2 separate regions of the Mus musculus genome follow, and region 1 is linked to region 2. The links are chromatin contacts, called in public HiChIP or PLAC-seq maps. All regions are on one chromosome and are shown on one strand. The core of a region is the stretch at or near the end of the contact, and the rest is flanking DNA. Distances in the headings are between cores, read along the strand shown. Region 1 overlaps Mtmr10 (myotubularin related protein 10). Region 2 overlaps Gm32633 (predicted gene, 32633).

What was found. HiChIP or PLAC-seq counts read pairs in DNA pulled down with a chosen protein or histone mark.
Region 1: a contact with region 2 is called in an SMC1A HiChIP or PLAC-seq map of large pre-B cells, with 6 times the contacts expected there. The contact joins two enhancer-like sites. A contact is called at or near these places in 1 of 15 datasets of contacts at CTCF or cohesin (large pre-B cells) and 3 of 115 datasets of contacts at active chromatin or transcription factors (T-cell acute lymphoblastic leukemia, embryonic stem cells and large pre-B cells).

What each region holds. Positions count from the first base shown.
Region 1 is chr7:64,331,000-64,334,277 of GRCm38.p6, forward strand. It overlaps Mtmr10 (myotubularin related protein 10), which reads left to right. Exons shown (of 16, transcript NM_172742.2): 14 at 2,313-2,483. Among named protein-coding and RNA genes, the nearest start is that of Fan1, 41 kb to the right of the region's middle. Within about 2 kb of position 1,897, at least 11 of the 459 cell types and tissues checked have an H3K27ac peak or open chromatin away from gene starts, as enhancers often do.
Region 2 is chr7:64,009,915-64,013,258 of GRCm38.p6, forward strand. It overlaps Gm32633 (predicted gene, 32633), which reads left to right. Exons shown (of 6, transcript NR_169109.1): 4 at 1,735-1,867. Among named protein-coding and RNA genes, the nearest start is that of Gm32633, 25 kb to the left of the region's middle. Within about 2 kb of position 2,042, at least 172 of the 459 cell types and tissues checked have an H3K27ac peak or open chromatin away from gene starts, as enhancers often do.

The DNA.
Region 1 (3,278 bases), core at 647-3,146, 320 kb after region 2:
TCTGAGAACATGTGATCTGTCACATGTTCCAAGTGCCAGGCAAGGTTTCAGCCATGCTTTGGTACAGCCTTTTCTTCTTGTCTTTTTGTTGTTGTTTTTCTTGTTTGTGTTTGTGTTTTTTTTCCTTTGCTCCATCCCTGCCTTTTGAGTGGGAATGTTTACTCTATATTAGTCTATGTTGGAGGTAACTTACTGTTTAATTTTATAGGGGCTCACCAATAAAAGTTTACTTTGAGCCTCAAAAGAGACTGGGCTTTAACCTTTCAAATAATGTTAGAGCTGTAAGATAAAGGGACTAAGGGAGCTGAACAAAATGCATTTTGCATTGAGCTGGCCAGGAACCTATGGGACCATTGGCACAGTGTTGAAGTTTGAAAGTGAGCGTTTCCCATAGACTCATGTATTTGCACACTTGGTCCAACTGTCCTGCTGTTTTGGAAGAATCCCCACTATAGGAAGTGACTTGCAGTGTTGGACTTTGTGGTTCATAGCCTGGTACTGCTTCCTGTCTGCTCCCTGCTCCTTGTAGATATGTGCTAGCAGCTGCTGTAGCTGTCACTCCTACCCTGCTTTCTGCTATGCAGGAGACACCTTCAGACTGTGAGCCAGAATAAGCCTTTCCTCTGTGACTGCTTCTCGCCAGGCGTTTGAGTCCAGCCATGAGAAAAGCAGCTAACACCTCCCAGATTTATAGGCCATTGAGAAAAATACAAGCAAAACCATGACAATTAAGCTGCATTGCAGATCACATATGGACATCTACAGAGTATTCTACCTAACAGCTATCCGATACACATTTTTCTTAGTAGCTCATGGAACTTTCTCCAAAATAGATCCTACTTTAGGACAAGGATTATTAGCAGAAATAGAAGCAGCAGTGCTAGAGGTACAGCAATACTTCATCTCGAGTCTTACTGTAGAGCAAAGCTAACAAAACCAGCGTATGGCTAGCACAAAGGGAAAGAAAAGACAAGACAGCAATACTGAACTAAGAGATAAGTGCATGCAATTACAGCTATGTGATTTTCAGAAGTACGGAAAATCTACACTGAAGATAGTCTCTTTATTAAGTGGATGCAGGGGAAAACAGATTATCCACATTCAGAAGACTGGAACTTGATTCCTTCCTCTCCCTGTTAAAAAATCAATTCAGAATGAATTAGAGACCTTTAATATAAGCATAGCATCGAAGCCACTAGCGGAAAGCAGAGAGGAAGTGCTGGCATAGGCAAACAGCCAGTGCTGTTCAGATGAGTGCTGGCAGGAATGTAAACTAGTGCAGTCCCCACGGGAATCAGTATGGAGGTTCCTAAAAATCTAAAACAGGAGCTACCCTATGACCCAGCTGTGTCACTCCTTGCTGTATACAAGGAGGGACAACGATACTGTCCACGTTTACTGTGGCATTATCCCAACTTGGTAATGGGTAAGGAAAATCCAGCATATGTATGTATACAAGACACGGTACTGCACCATGAAAAAGAAGGAGTGGTGAGGGAACTGGAAATCATGATGGTGAAGCAGAATAGGCCAGGTTTGGGGAGACACATAGCACATGTTCTCTTAAGTGAGGAGGACTGCTGGGGAATGGGGAGGGGTACTGTGTAAGAGAGCAGGTGCTGACAATCCAAGGCACCTCACACATGTATGCAAACACCATTATGCAGCCCCTATTGTATACAGTTAGATGCTAAGAGTAACCCAACTAACTAAAATCACCTTTGGTGTCTCATTTCTGGGAAATGAGATTTTGAGAGAAACATCTTTCTAACACCTGTGTGGCTTCCTGGGCTCCCTGTTTGGCTGCAGAAGGCCAGCAGCCAGGTTGGCAAGCACCATGGACAGGTGGCAGTGCATCCAAGTGAGGCCCAGCAACTGCCTCCCAGGGGACTCCACATGGCCTAGGGCTGATGCCAAACTCTATAATCTTGGGGGAGTTCCTGGATGGTGAGCATGCAGATCAACCACAAGTTACAGAGTTTGGCTGAGTGCTTTGTGTTGTGTAGGACCGCTTACAGGATGTCTGAACCTGTTTGCTTTCTTGCTTCTGCACATGCCTGCACACTTGTTTGTTTGGTCTTACCACACTTGCCAAGCACAGCTCCCCCTTTTTTTTTTTTAAATTAAATGTGTGTCTTGACACAGATAGGCTTAATCTGTTCAGGTGGTCTTAGGTCAGCTCTGCCAACTGTTTGAGGCTTAGATTTTTTTTTTTTTTTTTGTTAGCCTCTATACCAGCAGTAAATCTGGAAGTAAATATGACAACCAGAGAGCAGCATTAAATAACCCCTTTGTCTGTCTGTTCTTGCCAGTCTCCTTTATTCTTGCTGTTCTTGGATACCACGTGGCAGCTGCTCGAGCAGTACCCAGCTGCCTTCGAGTTCTCCGAGACGTACTTAGCAGTGCTGTGTGACAGCACCCGGATCTCGCTGTTCGGCACCTTCCTCTTCAACTCTCCTCATCAGCGGGTGAAGCAGAGCACAGTAAGTGACATGCTGGCTGCAGCTGCTGTCTGTGTGTACTCGTGCGTACCTTTTGTGTGTAGCATACGTGTATGCATGTAGTCACGTGTACGTGCAGCTGTACGTGCATGTGAAGGTTTGAGGTGGATTGTGGTGTCTTCCTTAGCCTCTTCCACTCTGTTTTCTTGAGGCAAGTCTTATAAAATCTGGAGCTTCCAGTCTGTCTTATCTAGTTAGCCAACTTGCCACGGGAAGTCTCTCCATCTCCTGGGTTTGAGGATCACGGTTGCCACCAGACCTGCCCTATGCTTACATGGGTTCTGGGATCCAAACCGTCATGCTTGCACAGCCGGTGCTGTGACTACAGAGCCAGCTCTCCAGTGCCCCTCCCCACTTTACAACTTCAAAATATAACTGAAGTACAGTTAACTGTATGCTTAATATGTATAATTTAAACTTACCTTTCAAATTTTTCAGAATACATTAAAGAATTTAATAAGTTTATTTTTATTAGTGACCATTTTATTTTTGTCTATAAATTGCTCATAATAAATGTGTTTAGCCTGGCGTGGTGGCGCATGCCTTTAATCCCAGCACTCTGGAGGCAGAGGCAGGTGGATTTTTGAGTTCGAGGCCAGCCTGGTCTACAGAGTGAGTTCCAGGACAGCCAGGACTACACAGAGAAACCCTGTCTCAAAAAAAATCATAAAAAAATAAAAATAAAAAATAAATCAATGTTTTTAAAGATATCAATTAGTTTAACCACTTTAAATACACTTTTGGATTTCTTTGGTGAAACATCAAACACCAGGCCTT
Region 2 (3,344 bases), core at 792-3,291:
AGTGCCACACCTACTTCATTCTAATAGTGCCACTCCCTGGGCTGAGCATATACAAAGCATCACAAAGTCCCCAAAGAAACACATAACCTTTGGCTAGTACACCCATATCCTTCTTTTTTTTTTTTTTTAAGATTTATTTATTTATTATATGTAAGTACTCTGTAGCTGTCCTCAGATACTCCAGAAGAGGGCATCAGATTTCGTTATGGATGGTTGTGAGCCACCATGTGGTTGCTGGGATTTGACCTTTGGAAGAACAGTCGCTCTTAACCATTGAGCCATCTCACCAGCCCTCCACCCACATCCTTTTTAACCCCAGTACTGGACAACTATAGACCTACTCTGTATCTCATATGAATTTTTCTCTTCAAAGACTTTTATATGTATGGAATCAGATAATATATGGTCTTCTGTGACTGGCTTCTTTCAATGACAAGTCTCCTTCATTCTCCATTCAAATATGGACATGTATCCCTGAATAGATGCACACTTTGCTCGTCCCATCATCATTTGAGAGGGCCTCTGAGTTATTTCTACTTTGGACCTCTTATAAACAGTATTGCTGTGAGTACTGGCTGTGTAGGGATTTTTTTTTTTTCATCCATTTTGGATGTACACCTAGGAGCAAAATTGCTGGTCAAGTCCCTAAACTTTTGGATAATTGAAGATTGATTGTTTCCTAAAGATCCATACCAGTTTACACTCTTGCGAGCCATGCCCCAGTCTCTCAGGATCCTTGCCAGCATGTGCTTTTGCCTGACTCTCTTTTCATGAAGTGTTGTGGATGAGATGGTCTCACGATGATACACTGTAGTTTAAATTCTTCCTTGAAGAAATGGGGTTGAGTTCCCTATCAGATTTGTTAGCCATTCAGAGATGTTCTTTCATGAAGTTTCCACTTAAGCCTTTAATGTTTTCTTTCCCCGTTGAAGTATTTGCTTCTCCACTCCCTTTTATGGTTCTGGGCCCAAACCCAAGACTTCATTTATGCCAAGTGAGTGCTTTACCACTCAACTGTGTCCTCAGCTTTTCTACAATCTTCTTATTGATTCTAAAGACCTCTTTACATATTGTAGACATCAGCCCTTTATTTGGATGTGTTTTGTAAATATTCTACACGCCCCCAAGTTGTACATGTATGCATGCCTTCTTCCTTCTCTCCTTCCTTCCATTCTTCTGTCCTTCTTTTCTTCCTTTCTCCCTCCCTCCCTCCCTTTCTCCTTTCCTCCCTCATTCCTTCCCTCCCTTCCTCCTTCCTTTCCTTCTTTCTTGGTCTATATGGTATAGTGGCCCATGCACGCCATATGGAGGCCAGAGGTCAATGTTAGGTGTCTTTCCCTGTAGCTCCTTACTTTGATTTTTGAGATGGCTTCTCTCACTTACCTGTAGTTCACTTTTTCAGATGGACAGACTTCCCAGTAAGCCCAGGGGCTCCATCTGGTTCTGACTCTGACATCTGAGGCCGTGCTACATACACAACCACCAGCCCTGGCTTTTTCTGTGGGAACTGAGGAACTAAACTAAGATCCTCACACAGAGAGCAGGCACTTTATCACCAAGCCTTCTCCCCAGCCTCAGCTTTTAATCTATTAATAAATCTTTAAACATGAGTTTCTAATTTTACTATGGTCACCTCTGTTTGCTTTTCTTTCTTTTCTCCTTTTCTCTCCTTTCCTCCCCTTCCTCACTGTTGCTGTTGCTTTGGTCATTGCCCTCTTTATCTTTCCTTCACAGTTTCTTAGAGGGAAGTCAGAAGTCGCCCACACAATCTTCACAGACACCAGCTTTACCATAACATTTGAATACAGTGGCAACTTCCTGTCCCGAAGCCTCGCCTTTTCTGGTACTTCTGCCCGAGCAACTGTAGGTAATAATCAAAGGACTACCCAGTGCCTCGTTTCCCATGGTCAATGAGTTCATCTCCACGTGCATGGTCAAAGAGGAGAAGAGCGAGCCCAGCCGCAGAGATCCAGCTCTGTGGTCTGTTCCCTGAGTCAGTCAGTATGTGTCTGCTCAGGAAAAACAGTCAGTGCCCGATTGCCTCACATGGGAACTGGCTACAGAGAGAGTGCGGAGGCCGGATGATGAAAGAGTTGCTGAGAGGAGAGGGCTGGAGAAGCAAAGGAAGAAGGCTGTGTGTGTGTGTGTGTGTGTGTGTGTGTGTGTGTGTGTGTGTGTGCTTCTGCTGCTAGGGTAGGAAGAGCACATACCCATGTCTTGGGTAATTGGTGCTACTGCGACAGACTATCTCAGACCCCACCCAGCTTAACTTAACTTATAAACAGCAGGGATTTAACCTGCACACTGCTGGGGCCTGGGGCACTGGTGAGCGATGATTCTACTGTAGGCTTCCTGTTTTGTAGTTGGTGCTTGTCTCAGAGTCTTCGGATGGTGGAAGGGCTGAGGGATCTACCCCCTCCCTTTTATTGTTCTCAGTGTGAATGTGTGCGTGCGTGTTTGTGTCTGTGCCTGTGTGCACGTGGGCACATACGGCACATGGCAGGACATGCCTGGGAAGGTCAGAGGAAAATCACAAATGTGGGTTTTCACTTTGTAGCTTATTTGAGAAAAATTCTTCTCTCCCTGTCTCTATAAAGAATATCTTTCGCTGGGCAGTGGTGGCGCATGACTTTAATCCCAGCACTTGAGAGGCAGAGGCAGGTAGATTTCTGAGTTCGAGGCCAGCCTGGTCTACAGAGTGAGTTCCAGGACAGCCAGGGCTATACAGAGAAACCCTGTCTCGAAAAACCAAAAAAAAAAAAAAAAAAAAAGCAAAAAACCAAAAACCAAAAAACTTTCATCCTTTGAAAATCTGTACATATAAACAATGTGTCTTGATCAGACCCACTCCCAGGTCTTCTTCCCTTCTCTCCCACTTCTACAAGGTACCTCCCAGCATTCCCTTCCTACAGAATGTGCTCTCTTTCTCACTCACTTTTTATACACACACACACACACACTTGCTCACACACACACACACACGATGCACAGTCATATGCACAGACACAGATACACACAGAAACACACACACAGATACACATAGGCACAGATATACATGGACATACACAGACATACACACAGAGATACATACACACAGAGAGAGACACACACAGGCACACATGTACACAGGCACACAGATACATATATACACAGACACATACACACATAGAGATACACACACACACACACAGGCACATACACAAAGATACACACACACACACACACACACACAGAGTTGACTGATCTTGTGCAGATAGCTATCATGGCAGAGAGCTCATAGGTGCAGTGCCATGCTGTGTAGAGATGACAGCACTTCACAGCATACCTCCTTATCTGCTAGCTCT